Regions from separate parts of the Sus scrofa genome. Here region 1 is linked to region 2. Evidence: chromatin contacts called from public HiChIP or PLAC-seq data. All regions are on one chromosome and are shown on one strand. The core of a region is the stretch at or near the end of the contact, and the rest is flanking DNA. Distances in the headings are between cores, read along the strand shown. Region 1 overlaps HIP1 (huntingtin-interacting protein 1). Region 2 has its middle 15 kb from the start of CCL26.

Region 1 (6,775 bases), core at 344-2,843, 84 kb after region 2:
GTTCGTTAATCACTGAGCCGCAATGGGAACTCCCTGAATTAAGCTTTTTAAGAAAAAAATTATCTAGACCTTTTCAAGAACTAGCCACCAAAGTAAAAGGGGAGATGAGCATGCCACACCAAGCCTGGGGCCAGCGCTGGCTGTGCTGTGTGCTTTATATGCATTGGTTTGCCTGCCTTTTACATCGGCCCTGGGAGGTAGAGTATTTATTAGCCTTACTTTTCAGGGAAGAAAACTAAGATTGAGCAAAGTTAAGGAACTTGCCCATATTTAGAAAGTAATGCAGCCAGATTTCATCTCGAGGTCTGCCTCGCTGCAGAGCTTACATTTTCCTTCCTCTTTGACAGCCGCCATTACTGTGCCAGTAAAAACACTTCATTATATTCTCCTTATGAAATATTAAAACAGGAGTTCCTGTTATGGGGCTCAGTGGGTTAAGAATCGGACATGGTGTCCATAAGGATGCAAGTTTGATCCCTGGCCTTGATCGGTGAGTTAAGGATCCAGTGTTGCCTCAAGCTTGGGCATAGGTCGCAGATGTGGCTTGGATCCGGCATTGCTGTGGCTGTGGCATAGGCTGGCAGCTGCAGCTCCAATTCAGCTCCTCGTCCAGGAACTTCCATTTGCCACAGGTGCAGCCATAAGAAGAAAACAAACAAATAAACAAATAGAAAAATTAAAAAAAAAAGTTAGGCAAAGCTAAAGAACTTTGGACCTCTCAGAGTTCCCGTCGTGGCTCAGTGGTTAACAAATCCGACTAGGAACCATGAGGTTGCGGGTTCGATCCCCGGCCTTGCTCAGTGGGTTAAGGATCCGGCGTTGCCGTGAGCTGTGGTGTAGGTCACAGACTTGGCTTGGATCCCGCGTTGCTGTGGCTCTGGTGTAGGCCGGCGGCTACAGCTCCAATTAGACCCCTAGCCTGGGAATCTCCATATGCTGTAGGAGCAGCCCCATAAAAGGCAAAAAGACAAAAAAATCCACATCTCAGTGCCTTTTCCAGATTTCTTTCTTCTATAAACACCTCACTTGCAAGACAGATGTTGCAATAATAATAATACCTGTTTGTTATCTGCCTCACCTGAGTTGAATGAGGTTATGGACAGAAACCATTTTATAAACTTTACTGTCCTCTGCATATGCCTATTTTTAGTGGTAACAGGGAGCATAGAAACATCCATTACCTAAGACCCTTTTGTAGGGAATCTTGCTTGGTTTAAACCTCATTACTGGGAGTTGATGGAATCTCATGCCTCTGGACGGCCCAGCCCTGAGCCTGTCCAGCAGGATCTTCAGGGTGGCATTTGTAGGGCTAGGCTGCAGAATCACAATCCTCCAGTAGGTGTCACCCTCCACCAGGACACATCCTCTGCACCTTCCCTACAGGCCTCCTGAGCCCATTCAGTGCTGCTTCGTCGAAATTAAAGGTGGAAGCAGTGCTGAGGGTATGGAATTTGAGTTGAAGAGAGGCCCAGGGCAGGTAAGTAAGTTTGGGGCAGGCAATCAGAATGCAAAGCCGCCAAAGGAATCTTACAGGTGAGCAGGGAGAACCCAGGGCAAGGACTGTCGCCATCTGAAGGTTGATTCAGGTTATACCCAGAGGCTGTGCATTGCAGGAAGGGACTCTGAGTGACCCGCTATGTCTGGATGGGTCAGGAATGGCTTCAGTTGGAAGGTGACAATTGAGATAGGTCCTGAAAGGTGAGAAAGAACCTTCCACGCCGAGGAAGTAGGAAGGGTATTCCAGGAGCATCCTGAGATGGGCTGGGACCTCATGGATGGGGTGGGCAGGAAAGGATAGGAGGAAGTAACTAGAATGAGGGAGGGAGATGAGGCCAGATTCCTGAGGACCTTGAGGGCCAGGACCGTGGAAGGGTTCTTTGTTTTGCTTTGTTTCCGTTTGGAGTCGGCCAGCAGGGACTCCCAGCTAGAGATATGGAAGATGAACTGGACAGGTAGAGACTGGAGGCAGGGAGGCCAGAGAGGAGGCTGTGGGTGAAGGTCTTATCCAGCACAGGAGCAGTTGGTACTGGGAGGGCAGACATAGACTGGCAACTATTTGCAGGAAAGAGTTACGTGGACACAGTTCCTGATGAGATGGGGTGAGAGTGGGGGGTATCAGTGGAGGAATTAAGACTGACTTTGATGTTTCTAGCTTGATGAACTCAGTGGATGTGGAACCATTAGTTGAGACAGAAAACAGGAGAAGGAGCAGATTGCGAAAGCAGAGGGAAAAGAAACTTTTATCTTTGGACTTCTTGCGTTTGAGGTGAGACGGAAACGCCCCAGTGGAGATGTCGGTAAACAGTGGAACACAGTGGCCTGGAGCCGATGAAGAAAGGACAGAGGAGCAGCCTGAGGACCACCGCTTCTCATTTACCCACTGTTTGTCTTTTTGTCCAATTCCAAAGAGGCTCCCCCAGCCTGTGCTGCATTTCACACACATTTCAAATTGCTTCTCTCTGCAGCAGCAGGACTAGGAATGTCTTTCCTTAATGGCCCAAGGCCCCGGGATGCCTCGTGGCACGACCACTGTGGAATGGGGCATGCGAAGGCCCCTTCTTTTCACTTTTTCTCAAAACCTGAACCTGTCCTCCAAGAGGAGTGGCAGGAAAGCCAGGCACCCAAAGAGGTTGGGGTGCTGGGCAGGCCTAGCAGCTGATGGGTTTGCCAGGGCAGAGAAGTCAAGCTCTTTTTAGAAGCTGTTTGCTCCTTCCCTGGGTTTGTATGTCGTGTGCACATGTGCATCCTTGCACACACATGCTTGCATATAGGTATTTGCTTATTTGCCGGGGCGCTCCCCCCTAAATGGAGCAGGAGAGGAACAGATCTACTCCTGGCTCCTGCTGGTCTCTCTCCTGCCATCACAAGAGCAGCTCCCTGGCAAAGAAGTCCCAACAGAGAGGGCAGCCCAGAGGCAGGCACCTGTCTGGAGCTTGATCCTAGCCCTCACTGACTTCTGTGCAGTATGTTAATTTCCTTTGTCTGCTGTAACAAATTTCATCAACTTGGTGGTTGAAACAACAGAAATTGATTCCCTGACAGTTCTAGAGGCCAGAAGTCTGAAATGAGTATCACTGGGGCAAAATCAAGGTGTTGATGGGGCCCCCTCCTTCCACAGGTCCTAGGAGAGAGTCTGGTCCTTGCAGGTTGGAGCTTGGCCAGCGGCATTTCTTAGCTTGTGGCCACATCACTCGAATGTGTCTCTTCTGTGTGTCAAATCTCCCTCTTACAAGGATGCGGGAGGCTGCATCAGAGGTCTCCTCAAATAATCCACAATCTTCCCATCTCTGAATCCTTGGCTTAATCACATGTGCAGTCTCTGCCATGTAAAGGTGGTAATTACAGGTTCCAGGGTGGGGACCTGATATCATGGGTGGGGGCATCATTCAGCCTACTACAGATAAGGGTTAGGAAAGGTCTTTCATTTGACCCTTACCACCTGTGTGTGAAACAGGTGTCACTATCCCCATTTTAGCAATGAGAAAAATGGGCTCTGCCAGCTAAGATGCCAGGATCTATCAGGAGACCTTGATCAACTCCAGACATAAGGGTCCATCCTATCTTTTTGCTTTTTAGGGCTGCACCTGCAGCATATGGAGGTTCCCAAGCCAGGGGTCAAATTGGAGCTACAGCCACTGGCCTATGTCATAACCACAGCAATGCCAGATCTAAGCCATGTCTGTGACCTATATCACAGCTCATGGCAATGACAGATCCTTAATCCACTGATCGAGGCCAGGGATCAAATCCGCATCCTCATGGATCCTAGTCAGGTTCATCAACTGCTGAGCCACAAAAGGAACTCCTCCATCATATTATTTATTTATTTATTTATTTTTAAATTTAATTTGTCTTTTTAAGGCCACACTCACAGCACATGGACGTTCCCAGGCTAGCAGTTGAATCAGAGCTGTAGCTGCTGGCCTACGCCACAGCCACAGCAATGCAGGATCTGAGCTGCATCTGCGACCTACACCACAGTTCATGGCAATGCTGGATCCTTAACCCACTGAGGGAGGCCAGGGATCGAACATGCGTCCTCATGGATGCTAGTCAGATTTATTTCCATTGAGCCATGACAGGAACTCCCATCTTTTTTTTTAAATATAAAAATCTATCCTTTTTAAAAGAAAAGAAAAGAAAAGACAGCCATACATTTAATCAAGCAGCAGATAATCAAAACTCACTTCTGCATTGGGTGACTCCTGCTGGTTCCCCTGGCCCTGCTCTCCCTTGGGTGTCTATGTTGGAGGATAAGGAAGAGATGGCATGCTTCCCTCCTGCCTGGCACCTCGTTCGGGTTCACTCCTGTGGACATGGGTCAGTAGAAAGGTCTATGGGAGCCCAGAAGGCTGGAACCAACCAGGGCAGCCCTCCTGACTTTCCTGGCTGGAGCATGGCTGGGCGGGAAAGTCAGTGTGCAGGTCTGCAGTCCAGACAGAGAGACCTGGGCCTACAGAGTCTTTTCCTGCAGCTGAGGAATCCCAGCTGGAGCTGGGAAATAAGAGTAACCACCACGACAAAAGCCCCTGACCCTCCTGTACTTACTTCTGCTTTTGCATCTTATTTCTGTCATCTCTTCAATCACGGTGCTCTCACATCCCTCTAGAAGGCAGGCAGAGAAACAACCCCTATGTCATAGACCGAGCACTCAGATTTGACGGGGAGAGGGCTCTCCTAGTCAGCCCAACAGTGGACAGGGACTTACCAGTGTGGCTTCCTCAGCCACTTGGTGTGGGGCAGAGGGTCAGGGCTGTGGATGGGTCCTGTCACCTGTTCATTAGAAAGGATTTTATGCTGGAGAGAGTGTGGAGTGGGTGGGAACCCTCCTCCAGTGTTGGTGGGAATGTAAATTGGTGCAGCCACTATGGAAAACAGTATGGAGATTCCTCAGAAAACTAAAAATAGAGTTACTATAGGATCCAGCAGTTCCACTCCTGGGCATATATCCAGACAAAACTATAATTCAAAAAGATACATGTTCATAGAAGCACTATTTACAGTAGCCAAGACATGGAAATAACCTGTCTGTCCATCGACAGATGAGTAGATAAAGATGTGGTACATATATACAATAGAATACTACTCAGCCATGAAAAAAGAATGAAATAATGTCATTTGCAGCAACATGGATGCAACTATAGATTACCATACTAAGTAAGTCAGAAAGATAGACAAATATGATATATATGGAATCTAAAATATGACACAAATGAACTTATCTACAAAACAGAAACAGACTCACAGACACGCAGAAGAGATTCTGGTTGCCAAGGGGGGCAGGGGGGTGGAGGAGGGAAGGGTTGGGAATTTGGGATGAACAGATGCAAACTAGCATACACGGAAGGCATAAAAACAAGATCATACTGTAGCACAGGGAACTCTACTCAGTATCGTGTGATAAACCATAATGGAAAAGAGTAATGTATAACAGTCGCTTTGCTGTGCAGGAGAAATTAACACAACATTGTAAATCAACTATAATAAAATTTTAAAAAATAATTTTTAAAAAAAGTATTGTAGAAGCTGGACGCCCAGGGGCAGCATGGGAAGCTCTTTGGGACTTGGGCTGCACTGTCCTTGGCGAGGTTTCTACTATGCCGGTTCCCTGCCAGGTGTGTGACCTGGGGCAGATCACTCCCCTTCTCTGGGCCTCAGTTTCCTTACTCTCTAAAGCAGGGTTGGTGTAAGTGGACTTAGGTTCGTGCTGACCTGTCTATGCGGAAAACCTTCGTGCTCACGGAAGATGTGAGGCAGCCTGTGTTGAAACCTCCAGCCTTTTACTGGAGGCTCTGCCCCAAAAGAGCATTTGCCAGGAGCCCTTTTCTGCCCCCAGCCGCATCCCCTTGCAGAGAGGAGTTTCCCGTTTCTATTGGGCAGACTAGGCATTGAGTCAGGGATTCTGGCTTGAGAGAAAGGAGCTTTATCCAGCTCAGAGCAGACATCATCTAGAAGCCAGTTTCTCGCATTGTAGGCAGGGCTGGCACTGGCTCACTTGCGGGGGGCCTCGGGGCCTTCTGGAGTTACCTGTACCACTTCCTTCTATTCCATTTGTTGGCAGACCCCAGACTCATCTGGGCGTCCCCTCCGGATTAGCCGCAGGAGGCTAACCGCTGGCTCTGAATTCCGCCTTTGTCCAGGGCAGCCAAGTGGGGAGGGGCCGCGCGGACCCCCTGCCCCCACTGGAATGTCGGCTCGCTGCGCCCCCAGCCCTCCCCCCTTTTCAGCCGCCTCCCCCGCTCACTTCCTGAGTCCCACCGATCCCACCACCAAAACGCACGCACACGCGCGCACACACACTCACACTGACACTTCCTGGCGGCCGGCGGCCTCGCTGCGGGCTCAGCGATCCCGGCCGCCGGGCCTCGGGGAGAAGCGACCTTTTGTTATTCAAATCACACCCTCGCCGCGCGCTCGGGCCGCGGGCTCTGGCCCCGGGAATCCGTCCATTGATCCCACCCCGCCCGGCGCCCCCGCATCGCCGCCACCGCCACCGCCACCACCGCCGCGGCGGCCCCGGCGCCTCCAGCTGCCTTCGGGATTCCCCGGCCCCCGGGGGCTCCGCAGCGCGGGGCCGCGCCTCCCCCGCCCCCGGTGCGCGCTGCGGCTCGGCGCTCGGCCCCCTCCCCCTCCCCGCCTCCCCTCCCCCTCCCCTTCCTTTCTCCGGACCAGCCTCGGTCCTGCCGCCGCCGCCGCCGCCTTCCCCGGTCCGCGGGGGCCCTGCTGGCCGCCCTCCCCGCAGCATGGCACCATCCGGGCTCAATTAGCCGGGAGC
Region 2 (6,146 bases), core at 3,283-5,782:
ATGAAAAGACTATTCTCCCCCCCAATGAATTGCTTTTGCACTTTAGTTTTTGTGGAGGGCTATTTCTGGGCTCTGTGTTCTGTCTCATCTCTTTCATAAACACAACTGATTCTTTTAAATTTTAGTTTAATATAACTCACGCATCATAAAGTGTATCCTTTAGAAATAGACAATTCAGTGATTGTTAATATACTCACAAGGTCGTACAACCATCATCATTACTAATTCCAGAGTATTTTCATCACCCCCCAAAAGAAGCTCCATCCCTCTTCATATTCACTCCCTAACAGCCCTGGCAACACCCCTCTCCCCAGCCCTAGCAACCACTAATCTATTTCTGTCTCTATAGCTTTTCCTATTCTGAACATTGCATTCAAATGGAATCATCCACTGTGTGGCCTCTCGCATCTGGCTTCTTTCACCTGGCACAGTATTTTCAAGTTTCATTCATGTGGTCGCATGTCTCAGTACTTTGCTGCTTTCATGGCTAAATAGTATTCCATTGCATGGGAGATTGTTGTTTATACATTCTGTTTATCCATTCATTGGTTGAAGGACATTTTGGTCTGTTTCCATTTTTTGGCTATTATGAATAATGGTGTACATGGGTGTACTAGGTTTTTTTGAACATATGTTTTCATTTCTCTTGGGTAGACATGTAGGGATGAAACTGATGGGTATGTTCTACCTCTGTGTTTAACCTTTTGAGAAAACTGCAAAACTACTTTCCACAGCAGCTACACCTGTTTACATTCCCACCAGCAATGTGTGAGGATTCTAATTTCTCCATATCCTCGTCAGCACTTGTTATTGTCTGTCCTTCTAATCTTAGTCATCTTAGTAAATGCAAAGGGGTTTCTCATTGTGGTTTTGATTTGTATGTCCCTTATGACTAATCATTTTGAGCATATTTTCACGTGCTTATTGGCCATTTGTAGATCTTCTTTCGAGAAATTCTATTCAAATTCTTTGTGTCTTTTCACTGTTGAGTTGTAAGAGGTACTTATATGTTCTGAATATTAGAACCTTCTTAGAGGTACGATTTGCAAATATTTTCTCTTACTCTGCAGGGTGTCTGTTTACTTTCTTGAGAGTGCCCATTTGATGCACAAAACTTTTTCTTTTTATGAAATCCAATTTATCTATTTTTTCTTTAGTTGCTTGTCTTTTAGTTTCATTTCTAAGAAAATATTGTCTCGTATAAGGCCATGAAGATTTACACTTAAAAACACTTTTTTTTCTTCTAAAAGTTTAAGCGTTTTAGCTCTGACATTTAGGAATGTAATCTTTTTCAAGTTAACTTTGGTATATTTTATGAACTGGGCACAATTAATTTTTGCATGTTGATTTAGTTTCCTGAGACTTTACTGCATTCTTAGTTCTACAGGGGTTTTGGGGGGGAGTTGTTTTTTTTTGTTTTGTTTTGTCTTTTTGCTATTTCTTGGGCTGCTCCTGCGGCATATGGAGGTTCCCAGGCTAGGGGTCTAATCGGAGCTGTAGCTGCCAGCCTACGCCAGAGTCACAGCAACGCAGGATCCGAGCCATGTCTGCAACCTACACCACAGCTCACGGCAATGCCGGGATCGTTAACCCACTGAGCAAGGCCAGGGATCGAACCTGCAACCTCATGGTTCCTAGTCGGATTCGTTAACCAACTAAGCCACTCCTGTTTTTGTTTTTTTTAATTCCTTAAAACATCTAAGCAGACAGTTGAGTCATTGTAGACAGGGACATTTTTCTTTCCTTCTTTTTGATCTGTATGCCTTTTATTTCTTTTCTTGACTTCTTGCACTAGCTAGAGCTTCAAGTACTTTGTTGAATAAAAGTGCTGAGAGTAGACATCCTTGCTTTGTTCCCAATGTCAGGCAGAAAGCATTCAATCTTTCACTGTTAAGCATGATGTTAGTTGTTGTTTAGGTTTTTGGGGGGTTTTTGTTTGTTTGTTTGTTTTTGTTTTTTCTTCTGGTAGGCTTTTAAAAAAATCAGGTTGGAGCAGTTCCCCACTATGCCTATTTCGGAGAATTTTTAGCATGAATGGGTGTTCGATTTTGTCAAATGCTTCTCTGCATTAATATGATTATGTGATTTTTCTCTTTCAGTCTGTTATTTGATTTTTAAATATTGACCCAATCTTGTATCCCTGGAACAAACCTCACTTGTTATGGTGTATATATTCTGAATTCTATTTGCAAGATTTCGTTAAGGATTTTTGTATCTCTAGTAATGAGAGATACTGGTCTGTAGTTTCTCTCTCTCCCACTCTGTCTGGTACTATCTGTCTGCTTTTGCTATCAGAGTACTTCTAAATAAAATTAATTGGGAATTGTCCCCTCCACTGCTACTTTGTATGAGAGATTGTATAGAATTGACTTCAATTTCTCTTGAAATGATTGGGGAAATTCTCCAGGGAAAGCAGCAGGGCCTGGAGATTTCTTTTTTAGGAGTTTTAAATCACAAACTCAATTTCCTGAATAGTTTCAGGGATATTCAAATTATCTCCTATTGTTTAGATGGGATAGTTTATGATTTTTGAGGAACTGGTTCATCTTTTTGAATTCCTGTATGTAGAGGTATTCTAGATGTTTATTGGTTTATTTACTTCGGAAGTCTGCAGGATCTATGTGGATTCCTGCATTCCATTCCTGATTTTTGTGATTTGCATTTCTCTCTCTTTTTTCCATTGTTATGCTTGCTAAAGGTCTGTTAATTGCATTGATCTCAGCTTTTGATTTCATTTATTTTCTCTATTATTTCTCTGTTTTCAATCTTCATGGATTTCTTCTTATAGGTTCTTCCCTCTTGTTTGCCCTTGAGTTTATTCTGTTTTTATTTTTCTAATATCTTAAGGTAGGAGCTTAGACAATTGATTTGAGACATTTTCTTTTTGCTAATGTCAGCAATTAGTGCTATAAGTTTCCTTCTTAGCACTGCTTTAGCTGTGTCTTAAACATTTTAATATGTTGTGGTTTCATTTTCATTCAACTCAATGAATTTTGAAAATTTCCCTTGAGACTTCCCCTTTGAACTATGGGTTGTTTTAAGTCTATTAGTTTCTGAGGATTTATTCCAAGTGTCTGTTATCTTTCTGTTATTGGTTTCTAGTTTTATTCCAGTGTGGTCAGAGAACACACTGTATGATTTCGATTCTTTTCAATTTGAGTTTTGTTTTATGGATTAGAAAATATATTGTCCCTTGATATATGTTTCTCAGGCACTTCAAAGGAGGATATATTCTGCTGTTGATGGGTGGCGTCTTCTATAAACATCAATTAAATCCTATTGGTCGATGGTATGGTGGAATTCTTCTGTTCTTTGCTAATTTTCTGTATAGTTGTTCTCTCCGTTGTTGAGAGAGGGGTGTTGAGCTCTCCAAATATAACTGTGGATTTGTCTATTTCTCCTTTGATTTCTACCAGTTTTTGCTTCACATATTTTGCAATTCTGCTGTTTGGTGTGTACATTTTGCAGCTCTGCTATCTAGGATTCCTATGCCTTCTTGGTGGGTTGACCCCTTTTTATTATATAATGCCTCTCTCTGTCCCTGGTAATTATTTTGCCCTGAAGTCTACTTTATCTGATATTAATATAGCCCCATCATCTTTCTTTTGATTAATATTTGCATGCTCTATCTTTTTCGATCCCTTTACTTTTTTTTTCCCCACATGCCATGCCCATGGCATATGGAAGTTCCCTGGCCAGAGATCAAACCTGTGGCACAGCAGTGACCCAAGACGCTGCAGGGGCAACACCAGATCCTTAACCTGCTGCACTACAAGGGAACTTCCTCTATCCCTTTACCTACCTTTATCCTACCTATATGGTTATATTTGAAGTGAGTTTCTTATAGACAGACAGCATATAGTTTGGTCGTTAAAAAAAAAATCTATTATGCCAATCTTTGTCCCTTTTTTTCCTTTTCTGCCTACCTTTCCAGCCTACTCACCCAAACACACCGGCCACTCTGCTTTCCTGAATAATGTGAGACAAACCCTAGCTCACTTCAGGCCTTTAAGTGACAATTTCCTTCCAGCTCACAAACACTATTCCCTCTACCAAAGCATCTCCTCCCCAGTACCAGTTTCTCCCTGCCAAAATTCCATTTGCCAGACTCCAAATGGCAAAATGCTTCTCCCATTTGATGAGAATGTCAAGGTCTTGTTTTCCATGTGGTCTCAGCGATTTCCTCTATGGTTCCCAAGCAGTAGCAGCCCCCTCCTGCTCTGGAGGACACTGGCATCTTTTGTTCCTCCTCTATGAGTTCCTTATTTGTTCACAATTGTGATGTATTTGCGGATGCTCTTAGCCCTCTACCAGAGTGTAGGCTCCTTGAGGTCAGGGGTTAAATCTAACTATCTTTGCAGAAATGAAGGACTCAGCAATCACTTGTGGACTATGCCAGGAGTGTTGCCAGACACTCTTTGCCCAGGTTTCAGTAACAGGGGCGTATATACAGGAAGTGGGCAAGGCATGCAAGCCTGCCAGACCAAACCCGTGTTGATGGGTCTACCAGCAAGACAGACTTTTGTCTGTAGTTCTACACATATACCAGTAGATGGCAACAGCCACCTACCATCTTTCAAGGACTCCTGTTCCTTCTCTCCTGACCAGAGAGGTCAATTTGCAGAGAAATCCCTTCCATGAGTGTTTATTGAGGGTCTACCTGAGATCCAGGGTCACACACAGGCGCTGGGGGAGGAGAGCAGGGGAAAAATATAAGAAAAGGAAAACTTAGCTCAAACTTCAGAGGGTACAGTTCAGCGGCTGGGGTTGGGGAGCGGGGGAGGGGAGCAATGAAATACACACAGAGCAATTAAACCCCGCCTACTAGATAAGGGATCTGTGTGTTTGACTGGAGATACAATCTCCTTGGGCCTCAGCTTATTCATTCCAAAATCAGAAGGTTGGAGCACATGCTGAAAGAGAGATCAGCATGTGCCAATGAGCTGTGCAAGGCTTCATGAAGGATGCTGGGGCTGAGTTCAGAAAGGTGGGCAGGGTTTTTTAAGGGAGAAGCAATAGCAGTAATAAACATCCTTGACCATACTGCACCCGCTTCTTCCCATTCAGTCCTTTCTTCTTTTAGGCCATTGAACAATCATGTATTCTCACCCATCTTGTGCTAGACCCTCTGCCGAGTGCTGTGGGCAGTGGGTGAGGAGAATGGGGGCAGCGGCTGGTATATAAAAGTGACAAAGACTTTTCCCTGATTCCTCGGAGTTCATAGTCTATGGAAACCTGACACGCCAGTAAATGACTATGCCATTTACGCAGTACCAGGAGATACGGATTATCAAAATAGCTAACATGTATGTACCTACGACTTGATCATGTATAAAACACATCTAGCGTATGCTTCAATCCCGTGAGGGGAGGAAGACAACGATTCCCATTTTCAAGGAAGCAGAGGTAGAGACATGAGGTAGTGGGGTGAAGGTCACAATTTTGTCAGTGGCAGAACACGGGCTATCCCCAGTTTCTCTGAATCCTGTGATTTTGTCCAGTTCCTCACACCGCTGACAGTGACATGACCCAACATGACCAGAAATGAAAATCTTGGTCCTCAGACCAGAACATCAGAAAAATCCTCCTTTACTCTTTGCTAATTGGGGAGCAAACAAATCTCTCGGTCCCTTGAGGGAACTCCTGGGCTGCTTGGGTAGCATATGCTCCCTAAGGGACTGCCAGGGGCTGGTGTCCTTGCCCTGTCCCACGGCTACTGGCGCTTTAGGGCCCCTCAGACTCCTCCCAGGCTGATGGGAATCTTACAAGACATTTGCCCTTCCTGCTGCACCACTGACATGAGCCGTGAGTCACTCAGCTCCAGTTCCATGTGGTCAAAAAAGGAGTAGACCCATCAGGACCCTGGAGATCCATGTGGTCAATGCTCTTGAGACCCCTTCAGCTCTGGACCTTTAAGTCTCAGAATCTCAAGTCTTAGTCTTAGTTTGAACTCAGTCACTCCAACTTTGGGAGCTGTTAATTTATAATTTAGTTTTTTTAATGTATAATAATCCTTCTCATATGCATGTAATTTTAAAGCTGATAAAGTGTTTCCACATCTCATGATTTTTTTTTTCATTATGTACAATTTCGTTATTTAACAAAAAAAATTTTTTTGGCTGCATTTGCAGCATACAAAATTTCCC

Evidence for each region. HiChIP or PLAC-seq counts read pairs in DNA pulled down with a chosen protein or histone mark.
Region 1: an H3K27ac HiChIP or PLAC-seq map of alveolar macrophages shows a contact between it and region 2. The contact joins two enhancer-like sites. A contact is called at or near these places in 17 of 47 Hi-C or Micro-C datasets (alveolar macrophages, brain, embryonic fibroblasts and 11 more) and 2 of 2 datasets of contacts at active chromatin or transcription factors (alveolar macrophages and skeletal muscle).

Annotation. Positions count from the first base shown.
Region 1 is chr3:10,480,123-10,486,897 of Sscrofa11.1, forward strand. All of the region lies in intron 1 of HIP1 (huntingtin-interacting protein 1), which reads left to right. Among named protein-coding and RNA genes, the nearest start is that of HIP1, 67 kb to the left of the region's middle. Within about 2 kb of position 1,594, at least 6 of the 83 cell types and tissues checked have an H3K27ac peak or open chromatin away from gene starts, as enhancers often do. A contact at or near this core is called in alveolar macrophages, where this site is marked.
Region 2 is chr3:10,393,244-10,399,389 of Sscrofa11.1, forward strand. No RefSeq gene overlaps it. Among named protein-coding and RNA genes, the nearest start is that of CCL26, 15 kb to the left of the region's middle. Within about 2 kb of position 4,533, at least 3 of the 83 cell types and tissues checked have an H3K27ac peak or open chromatin away from gene starts, as enhancers often do. A contact at or near this core is called in alveolar macrophages, where this site is marked.